2 separate regions of the Sus scrofa genome follow, and region 2 is linked to region 1. A link is a contact called in public Hi-C data. All regions are on one chromosome and are shown on one strand. The core of a region is the stretch at or near the end of the contact, and the rest is flanking DNA. Distances in the headings are between cores, read along the strand shown. Region 1 holds the start of FLNB (filamin-B). Region 2 holds the start of DNASE1L3 (deoxyribonuclease gamma).

Evidence for each region. A called contact is a pair of places that touch in the nucleus more often than the background predicts.
Region 2: a Hi-C map of skeletal muscle shows a contact between it and region 1, with 2.9 times the contacts expected there. The contact joins the promoter of DNASE1L3 here to the promoter of FLNB in region 1. A contact is called at or near these places in 2 of 5 promoter capture datasets (fetal skeletal muscle and liver), 9 of 47 Hi-C or Micro-C datasets (embryonic fibroblasts, epiblast stem cells, fetal skeletal muscle and 5 more) and 1 of 2 datasets of contacts at active chromatin or transcription factors (skeletal muscle).

What each region holds. Positions count from the first base shown.
Region 1 is chr13:39,786,540-39,791,946 of Sscrofa11.1, forward strand. FLNB (filamin-B) reads left to right here and starts at 2,720. Exons shown (of 46, transcript XR_002337597.1): 1 at 2,720-3,650.
Region 2 is chr13:39,973,364-39,978,770 of Sscrofa11.1, forward strand. It overlaps DNASE1L3 (deoxyribonuclease gamma), which reads right to left and starts at 2,751. Exons shown (of 8, transcript XM_021069068.1): 1 at 2,209-2,751. The coding sequence starts at 2,349.

The DNA of each region.
Region 1 (5,407 bases), core at 1,470-3,969:
ATATCTCTATGCCTGCACTGTCTGGTATGACTGCCACCAGCAGCCAAAGGCAGCTCCTGAGCTTGGGCAATGCGCCAGGTCTGATTTAAGATACACTTTAAGTATAAAATTCACATCAGATTTTGAAGACAGTAACCCCCAAAAGGAAATACATAAAAACATTTAAAAATAGGGATGGTAAGTTGAAAGGATAACCTTTTGAATATATTAGGGAGGCTAATCAACTTGTTCTGGTTTGCCAGAGGCTTTCCTACTTTTAGCAATGAAAGGCCTGCATATTAGGAAATTCTTTAATCTTGGGCAAACCAGGATAGTTGGTCAGTCTAACTTTGGTTAAAATTTATAATTAGTTTCACCTGTTTCCTTTTCCTTACCAACCCCCCACCCCCGCTCTTTTTTTGGCCATGCCCATGGCATGTGGAAGTTCCAGACCAGGGATCAAACCTGTGCCACAGCAGTGATAATACCGGATCCTCAACCCACTGAGCCACGAGGGACCTCCAAGATTTTGTATTTATATATATATATTCTTTTTTCTCACATTATCCTCCATCCTGTTCCATCACAAGTGATTAGATATAGTTCTCTGTGCTATACAGCAGGATCTCATTGCTTATCCACTCCAAATGCAATAGTTTGCATCTATTAACCCTAAACTTCCAGTCCATCCCACTCCCTCCTCCTCCCCCTTGGCAACCACAAGTCTGATCTCTAAGTCCATGAATTTCTTTTCTGTGGAAAGGTTCATTTGTGCCCTATATTAAATTCCAGATATAAATGATATCATATGGTATTTGTCTTTCTTTTTCTGACTTCACTTCGTATGAGAGTCTCTAGCTCCATCCATGTTGCTGCAAATGGCATTATTTTGTTCTTTTTATGGCTGAGTAGTATTCCATTGTGTATACATACCACATCTTCTTAATCCATTCATCTGTCAATTGACATTTAGGTTGCTTCCATGTCTTGGCTATTGTGAAGATTTGGTATTTATTGTCTTTGTCAGGCAAACCTGTAGAATGCAGTTAAAATGCTCCCTGCAAAAATGCATGCCTTGAGGTGTTTGGCCCTCATCTTTTATCAAATATTGATAAAGGGCCACTTAAAGACCTTGTCACTAAGGCTACCCTCCTCCATCATGCTCCATCATGGTTGCTGAGTCCTGGTCACTCCGCATAAACTGCTTTCTAGTGAACTCTTAAGTGTCTTCTAATTGGATGGAGAGTTTCACCAGACACATCCTAAGACAAGGATGTCTCACTCAGAGTGAAGTGGACTGGATATTAATTTACATGCAGAACTTAAATTTAGTTATTCGTGTCAAGGTCTGGTGAAAACAGAAATATCTCATAAGAAAGGAGAACTTTAGGAGTTCCCATCATGGCTCAGCAGTTAACAAATCCCACTAGCATCCATGAGGATTTGGGTTTGATCCCTGGCCTTGCTCAGTGGGTTAAGGATCCGGCATTACTGTAAGTTGTGGTGTAGGTCGCAGACGTGGCTCGGAGCGGAGGTGCTGTGGCTCTGGCATAGGCTGGCGGCTACAGCTCCAATTAGACCCCTAGCCTGGGAACCTCCATATGCTGCGGGTGTGCCCCCCCCCCCAAAAAAAGAACTTTGGTGCATTATCAGCTGCTGAGTGAGCTGAAGTGATCGCATTAGTCCCAGTCTCACCTAATAGCAGAGAGGATGTCCCTTTGGGAATGAGGCCCTGGCTGATACATTTTGATGAGTGCCTTTGGGTGGAAGAAAGCATGAGGAACAAGAACCCTTGGGCACGGGGTAGGTAACATTACCAACACTGCCTACTGGTGAATCTGCTACTCACAAAGGCAAGGCCCAAGCTGGGAAGAGCATGGGGGCTTTTAGGTGTAGTACATACTTTGGAGTTAGACCTAGGTTCAAGTTCAGCTTTATCCAGTCCTTACCAACTGACCTCCAGCAAATCTCTTCACTTAATCACTCAAGAGGGGAATGAGCCTTCAAAAAATTATTGATCTCAACAATGGGCTAGGGTCAGGGCCAGGTAATAATACCTTCTCTCCCTCAAGGCTGTTTTGAGCATTTCCAGTGAGTGAGGCAATCTGTCAGAAGAAAGCACTTTACCTTGTTTACAAATGACCTGTTATAGAGCATCCCAACCACAGATCTGCTGGCTTCTTCCACAGCTGGAAGCCCTTGACATTCATTCTGCCCAATGCCTCTTCCCAGATGGATCCTTAAGATAATTAGAGGAAGATGTGACTATGGAGAATGGGAGAGATAACAGTGTAGAAAAACTCAGCCTGATGTGGCTGGTTTTGAAGATGGAGGAAGAGGACATAGCCAAGAAATTCAGGAAGCTTCCAGAAGTTGGAAAGGGCAAGGGAATGGATTCTTCCCTTGAGCCTCCAGAAAGAAATGCATCCTGCCAATACCTGGATTTTAGCTCAGTGAGACAAGTGAGGGACTCTAAACTAAAAAAAAGCAAGATAACAATGTGTGTTTTTGTTTTTTAAAAACAGAGCTTTGGTAATTTGTTACAGGAGCATTAGGAAACTAATACACACAGTAAATTATCATTCATTTGTATCACTGCCATTAAGCTTTTTGTGATGGTTTTATATTTTTCTCATATATTAGTCTATGAAGTCTAGGTTAAGTTATAAGTTTGTCTTATCATTGGTTGGCAAGCTCTAGGAAGGTTAGCACGCAGTAGGCACTCAATAAATACTGTGACTGACAATTCATACGAGTTTAATTAATATGAAAAGTAAAATGTCCATTACTTTCACGATGTCCTCCAGGACCTAACATAGTGCCTGGCACAGCAGGAACTCAATAAAAATCCTTATGGAATCTTATTGAACCTAGATGGAAAAAGTACCTTCTGCACCAACTCCATTCCCTGTGATCTACGCCGTCGTCCCTGTCCATTCCGTCCAGCCCAGATCCCTACTTCTGCAAGTGCCCTCACTATGGGACCTGGTGACCTTCCTCTTGAGTAGCCGGACATCTCCTGCCTAGCTTTCTTCTGCAGAGGCAATGAACACCGAGCGCCGGTCCCGGACGCCTTGCAGCTCGCAGGGCGCAGTGCTCATTTGGAGCTGCAGGGGGCAAGCGTGACCCGGGAACTCCCGCCAGAGGGTCGGGACGGGGCGGAGCTTCAGGGGCGGGTCGTCTCAGTGCGCAGGCGCGGGGCCAGGCGCCTCGCGCGGCCAGGGGCAGGCGGGCGCAGAGCAGTCCCGGCCGCGGCTTTGGTAGCAGCGAGTTCGAGCCCCGCTCCCGCTCCGCTTTGGTTTTCGCTCCCCCGGCCCTTGGGCCTCCCGACGCCAGTCCCCGGCAGCTCACTGCTCATAGCGCTCTCCCCGCCGCCAAGATGCCGGTAACCGAGAAGGATCTGGCGGAGGACGCGCCTTGGAAGAAGATCCAGCAGAACACGTTCACGCGTTGGTGCAACGAGCACCTCAAGTGCGTGAACAAACGCATCGGAAACCTGCAGACCGACTTGAGCGACGGGCTTCGGCTCATCGCGCTGCTGGAGGTGCTTAGCCAGAAGCACATGTACCGCAAGTACCACCAGCGGCCCACCTTCCGCCAGATGCAGCTTGAGAACGTGTCCGTGGCGCTCGAGTTCCTGGACCGTGAGAACATCAAGCTCGTGTCCATCGGTGAGTGCCCTGGCCGAGCCGTGCGCCGGCGTGTACTTCTCGCGCCCCCGCGCGTGCGCCCCTGAGGAGACTGAGGCTCCCTGTCGCGCGCCTCCGCCGCGTCCAGCAGCCACCGGCTGGATGTGGGCACAGAGGCCGGGGTGGGTGGGGGTGAGGACAAAGGGGACCTAGGCACCCTCCTGCATGCCGTTCCCTGGGGTGCTGTCTTACAGTGATAGTTCCTTGCCTTGCGCCGGGGCCGTGCGCCTTTGGCGGGCGATGGGTTGAGGGTTCATGTTGGGGCCGCTTGGGGGGAGTGCGGGCTGTGGCACTTGGGGTGCCCCTGCGGAAGCTGGGGGACTGGAAACCTCTGGTCGGCAGTCCCCGGGGGTGGGGCCCTAGTCAGACGCTCCCTGGAGCGCTCGCCCAGCTGCGCCCAGGCCGATGCGCTGGGCGGTCGCCTGATGGGCGTTGGCTCGGAGGCCAGGTGCGGAGGCCTTGGGGAGGGAGTGTGCTCCGAAACTGGGGCCCTGCCGCCTAGGTGGAGACGGGGGCCTGGGACCCTCCCTCGCCGTCTCCGGAAGGGGAGCCCGGGGGTGTGGCATTCGCGCTCGCTCTGGCCCCGCGCTGCGAGCTGAGCCAGCTCTCGCCTCTGAAGATACTATTGAGAGTCGGCGGCGGTAGCGGCCGCTTGTAGGGAGCTAGTGCGCGCTGTGTGCCAACAGCCTCCTGTTAACTCGGTCCTTACACACCCCGTGAGTTGGGGCGTGTAAGACAAGAGGGTCCAGAGGGTTAACGGGCTTGCCCAGGGCTATGGAAGTAGAGAGGGTCTAGCCGAGAATTGAAGGAAGCGGGTGACAATTAAAGGAGACTTGGCCTTCCTCTCCCCGCCCTCCCCACACCAGGGTCTTCCTGAGAGGAGGGAGGGAGTTGGCGTTGGGTTCCTCTCCCCCCAAGGCTGGGGAGGAGTGATGAGGGTGAGGTCCCCGCTAGGACCAGGGCTAGTGGAGGGCTTCCCGCAGGGTCATAAGGCTGCTGAGGGTGTGGGTTGTAAGGGTAGGAGTCAGGGGTGTGTAGTGTGCGTTTGTGAGTATATGTGCAGTCTGTGCACAGCGTGGTGTGCACATACATTGTATGCATGTTCTGCCAGGTGAGCCTCTTGCCATTGAGCAGCTGGCCCAGGCCTGGGTCTAGGGTCCCTTCTTGAGGAGGCCAGGCCTTCTATTAACCCCCTGACAGGAAGGAGGGGCATTGGGTGTGACTGCTGGGACTTTCCAGCCTAAAAGGGGTTCCCTCTGGGCTGAGTCTCCTCATCCTCTCCCCACCCTCCCCCACACCTGTCCTGGCAGGTGGGGCTGCTTCCTGGGCCCAGGCAGCAGCCACCGCCCCGTCAGCCTCCCTCTGGAGGGTGGCTTCCCTGCACAAGGAAGCTGTGTGGCATGCTCTCTTCTTTTGGGGGCCCATCTTCTGTAATGAGGGAAGGGGGAACCTCAGATTTCTCCTGGAATTCTTTCCTTTTCAGAAACCAGCTTTCCCACTGAGGAATCTCCAGGGCTACAGGGCTCAACTTGGATCCCTTGTTCTTTGCCTGAAAAATGTGTATTTATTTAATTAACTGAACAAAGAAACTTAAAGTAAACCAGGAGTATCCAAACATGCATGGCAAGAAATCTTAAAAACCAAAACAAACATCAGACCACAGCACCAGAAAATCCTGGACTGCCCACTTTACCAACTGTTGACAGAGTCTGCAGCTGCCTCCCGCATGGCTTCCCTTT
Region 2 (5,407 bases), core at 1,501-4,000, 190 kb after region 1:
TCCAAAGACATAGAACAGAGGGATTATGCCACTGGTCCAATTTCCAGAGCACATATATGTTATAGTTTCTGCTCCAGCAAGAGCAGGGCAGAGAGAGCCAGCATCACCAGCCTGTGCAGCCATTAAGAAGTGTGGGATGCGGAGTTCCCGTCGTGGTGCAGTGGTTAACGAATCCGACTAGGAACCATGAGGTTGCGGGTTCAATCCTTGCCCTTGCTCAGTGGGTTAATGATCCGGCGTTGCCGTGAGCTGTGGTGTAGGTTGCAGACGTGGCTCGGATCCCGAGTTGCTGTGGCTCTGGCGTAGGCCGGTGGCTACAGCTCCGACTGGAACCTCCATATGCCGCGGGAGCGGGGAACCTCCATATGCCGTGGGAGCGGCCCAAAGAAATAGCAAAAAGACAAATAAATAAATAAATAAAAGAAGTGTGGGATGCACCTGTGTGGTGACAGAGGAGGAGAGCTGTGTACAGTCAGGATCCATCCATCAATACACTTACAATTCATGGCATCAGCCTTGCGCGGTTCACCAGGGAGAGCTGGGTGCTGCTCACCCAGCCAGCTGGCTGATTTAGTCACTAATCATTGAGACCTATCTGGAAGGCATTTTAGAATATATATCAAAACCCTTAAAAAATGCATTAATCCTTTTGTCTGATTTTCCTACTCTGAGGAATGTCTTCCACTGTAAAAAGGTATCTATTGCTTCTTGGCACCTTGGTTTCCTCATCTATAAAGTGGCATAATGACAGTCCCTCACAGGGTTGCTGGTGGACAAATGGGTACTGAGAGCAGTGCTAGCCATAAAGGAGGCACATAATAAATATTATTGTTATTATTATTATTACTTGTACAGATCAAAGAGGAAGATGCATTGCAACAAAAAATTGGAAACAACCTAAGCATCCCCAAAGAGGAAAGCATTAAATGAAACATGTTGCAAACATAGCATAAGGCTTTATACAAGATTAAAAGTTGTGTTTTAGGAGTTCCCACTGTGGTGCAGCAGGATTGGTGGTGTCTTGAGGGCACTGGCATGCAGATTCGATCCTCAGCCCTGCGTAGTATGTTAAGGATCATTGTTGCCACAGCTGCAGCTTAGGTCATTAACTGTGGCTCAGATCTGATCCCTGACCAAGGAATTTCATATGCCAAGGGGCAGCCAAAAAAGAAAAAAAAAAGTTGTGTTTTAAAAGAATATTAACAACATGTGAAATACTTCTCATATAAAGGCAAAATACAAAACTGATGGTATAGGGTGTCTCCATGCTGCAAAATAGGTACAGATTTATGAATCTATTTTTGCATAGTTACCCAAATGCCAAACAACTGTTGTCTTTAAGTGATAGGATACTTCTTTATAAGTTGCTATATTTTCAAAATAGTCCATGATGACTAATTTAATAAAATTAATTTCTAAATTGTAAGTTTATAATTTTAAAATTATACCTCTAATTATTTTTAATAAGGTACTATTTTTTTTAAAGAATACTGGTTGATGAGGAAGGAATTGTGGGTGAGGAGGTGATGGCCAATATTAAGACATGACAAGTGTGATCACAGCTTATTTAATATAAATTAAATGAGTTGTCTTATATAAAGCACCTAATATAGAGCTTGACACAGCGTGGGCTTAGTGAAGGCATTATAAGTGCTACCTCTTATCCTCAACTCATTGTATTTTCCAGTAGCCCTGAGATGTGAACCAGCTTATGTAAGGTTCATCTTATTGAAAGGCCCTGGATGCTGGGAGTGAAGGGACGTCAGAGCTGGCTCACCTGGCTGCCAGATGGAACCTGAACCCAGGGCTCCAGGTGTTCCTACCAGAACATGGTGCCTCTGGGGTTTCTAAGGTCATAATACTCAGAGTCCTGGCAAAGATTTCAGCCCCAGCATGAAAAATAAATTAACCTGTAGGATAAAGAGAGTCAGGTGACTCCAGAGGGATGTGAGCAGAGTCACAAGACAGTGGCCATTTTATCCAAGGAAAGTCTTATCGAAGTTGAGAGAGAATTGGGAGTTGGGGAAAGGTTGATGGCTGGAGGGGAAGAGAAGGAGGAAGAGGGCAGAGGAGTAGGGAGAGAGAGGGCAGCTACCTTCATCCTAGGAACTAACCAGTTAAATTCCTCCTGAGTCTCTTAAAGTCTGAAAGCTGTAGAGAGTACGTAAGGGGTATCTAGTGACCCTTCTGACAGGAGACAGCGCTCACCTTCACGATGACATCCATGGCATTACAGTTTGCCTTCTTGGATTCCCCAAAGGACCTCACATTGAAGGAGCAGATCCTCAGGGCCAGGGAACTGTGGGTGGAGAGGAGGAGAAGCATCAGGGAGACCAGCAGCTGAGACATCCTGGGCTCCTCTGGCTTCAGGGTTTGGAGAGAGGACAGCAGTATCTGGAGAGTGAGCTCTGACTTGTGAAGCCTGCAGATAACAGGAATTACTGGATTCCCTGTTGCTGCTTTCACTTCTCTGAGGAACTGAAGATCATGGGTTTCATTCCCCAAGGAAATGAAGGAAATGAGCTAGTTTTTTAGGAGCCCTTGTTTTTGTCACTGTGGCAAGGAAACCGGTCAGTTTAATCTAGGCACCAATCTCTGCAAAGTCGCTCTTAACCCAGCCGGAAACCAGCTGTGACATCTGGTCAGCTCTCCTGCGGTCGCATGGCATGTACCTTTTCCTGAAAATTGATGAACTCGGAAATGGACCACCCTAGAGGGCAAGTGGGATGTGGAGTCTTCTGCTGCAGGGTGGAAGTGGGGAAATACGGGTGCAGCAGGAAATTTTGCCAAGTTTTCTACCATCACTGGGATTTGGCAGCTAGCTGTCCCTGGACACACCCAGATTCCAGCTCACCAACAACCCTGATGGGTGTAAGTGAGGTTAAGTCTAGTTTGAATTACATAATTTTTTAGGAAAGTTTTACTGCACACATTTTAACATGTCAAGTACTCACCATGTATGGCCAGGGAAAGCAATTCCTGGTTTGCTGGGATGGGTCAGTCAAATACCCTTGGACTTAAAGGACAAAGAGCAGTTAAGCTCCTGGAGGGATCCATGATTCAACTTGATATTATTCAATGTTTGCAAGACATATGTGGCCCTGAGAAAGGAAGGTTTTGTAAGAATTGTAGGGTTTCAGTCCAAGTAAAATGGCTTTTCGAGATGTGGTCAGGAAGATAGAAAGATCTGAAAAGCAAAAGAAATGCAAAATCCAATCAAGTTATAAACCTAAGTAGGATTTGCACTTTGGCAAAGTGCAAGTTCTTTGGCAGAGAAAGTTCTTCTGAGAAGAGGGGAGGCAGTGAGAATATCTTGAGGTCAGTGTTGGGATCTCTGGACCACCCACTCTGGAAGTGATGGGCACGTGGTCATAGACACAGGGAAAAGCGTGCAAATATCACCAACCTACATCCAAGTCAGCATCCTGGCCAAAATCTCTGGCCAAGCAAGCCCAGACATTCTAAGGAGATAACCCCAAATAGCACATGGAAGGAAATAGGCTTCCTAAGCTCATGGAGATATGGATCTCCCTGTTGTCCATAGCTTGGGCCTTAAGCCTGGTTGAATCTGTGGTGAAAAGCTAGTAGTGATTGTCTTCCCTGGTGAGTGGGTGTCTTCTGACCAGAGGAAGATTTAGAATTAAGTGTGGCACACATTTTTTTTGTGTCTTTTAAGAAGGAATTTGTGCAATGTGATATTTTATGACCTTGTAGCATAGGAGAGATTTGGGCCTTTTAAATTTGTAATCTTGTAACTCAGAGACGTGCAATTGAGGAAATCCATTTAGATTTGTCATAAGTTGAAACCTTGCTAAATTTCTGTATAGTTGTAGAACATTTATAATACTTTTGGGTAAACAGTGTTTTATAAGTTTAATTTACTTAGGACTATTTAGTATTAAAAAGGGTGATTTTTTTTTTCTTAGTTCAGACAACTGAAGAACTTTACAAGGAAACAGGTATGATAAATATATAAAAGAAGTTTAAGGAGGAGTTCCTGTCATGGCTCAGTGGTTAAGGAATCCGACTAGGAACCATGAGGTTGCGGGTTTGATCCCTGGCCTTGCTCAGTGGGTTAAGGATCCGGCATTGCCGTGAGCTGTGGTGTAGGCCACAGACATGACTCAGATCTGGTGTTGCTGTTGCTGTGGTATAGGCCGGCTGCTACAGCTCCAATTAGACCCCTAGCCTGGGAACCTCCATATGCTGTGGGCACAGCCCTAGAAAAGGCAAAAAGACAAAAATAATAATAATAATAATAATAAAGAAGTTTAAGTTTAAGGAGTTCCTGGTGGCCTCATAGGTTAAGGATCCCATTTTGTCACTACTGTGGGTTGAATTGCTGCTGTTTCGTGTGTTTGATCCCTGGCCCAGGAAGTTTTGCATGCCATGGGCATGGCCAAAAAAAAAAGTTTAAAATGTTTGTAAATTGGTCCTAATCCCTTAAAGGTAATTATTTAAGTTGGCTGGATGTAGGGTTGCCAGAGTTAGCAAATAAAAATACAAAGCATTAGGTAAATTTGAATTTTTTTGGCTACTCCCACAGCATGCAGAAGTTCCTGGGCCAGAGTTTGAACCTGAGCCACAGCAGCAACCATGTGAGATCCCTAACCACTAGGCCATCAGGGAAATCCTGAGTTTTAGATAATTCAAATTTAGTTGGGTATCTTATCTGGAAGTATTTTATCTGGAAATCCTAGCCAGATTTACAAAAATATTAAAAACTTTTATATAAGTTGAACTTAAAAGCATGACATTTTCTAAGGCAATTACCAGGGTCCTGGGAAAGGTTTTAATTCCCAGCATCAAAAATAACCTAACCTGGAGTTCCTGTTGTAACTCAGTAGGTTAAATACTTGACATAGTGTCTTTGAGGATACAGGTTTGATCCCTGGCCTCCCTCACTGGGTCAAGGATCCAGTGTTGCTGCAAGCTGTGGTGTAGGTTGCAGATGCACCTTGGATCCTTTGTGGCTGTGGTGTAGGCCCACAGCTGCAGCTCTGATTCGACCCCTAGTCAAGGAACTTCATATACTGCAGGTGCAGCTGAAGAAAGAAAGAGAGAGAGAGAGAGAGAGAGAAGGAAGAAAAAAAACCCTAACCTAAAAAAAACCCCAAAACCAAACCTAACATTTAAGATGAGAGTGTCAATTACTTTTTTGACTGTGTTACTTTGATAATTTGAATATTAATTTGAAAAATAAAGGAACCTCTGAATAGTGATTTCTGTACATGGAAACTGCCCTTGAGGACTTCAACAAAAATAACATGAACAGATGGAAGAGATTGACCCCATTCTGTAATTAGCACATTCATTGCATGGACATGGACTTAAAAAAAAATGTACTTGGATTCTGGAAGTAAAATCCTTAGAGTCAAACCTAACTGAATACAGCTAAGTGCAGGGG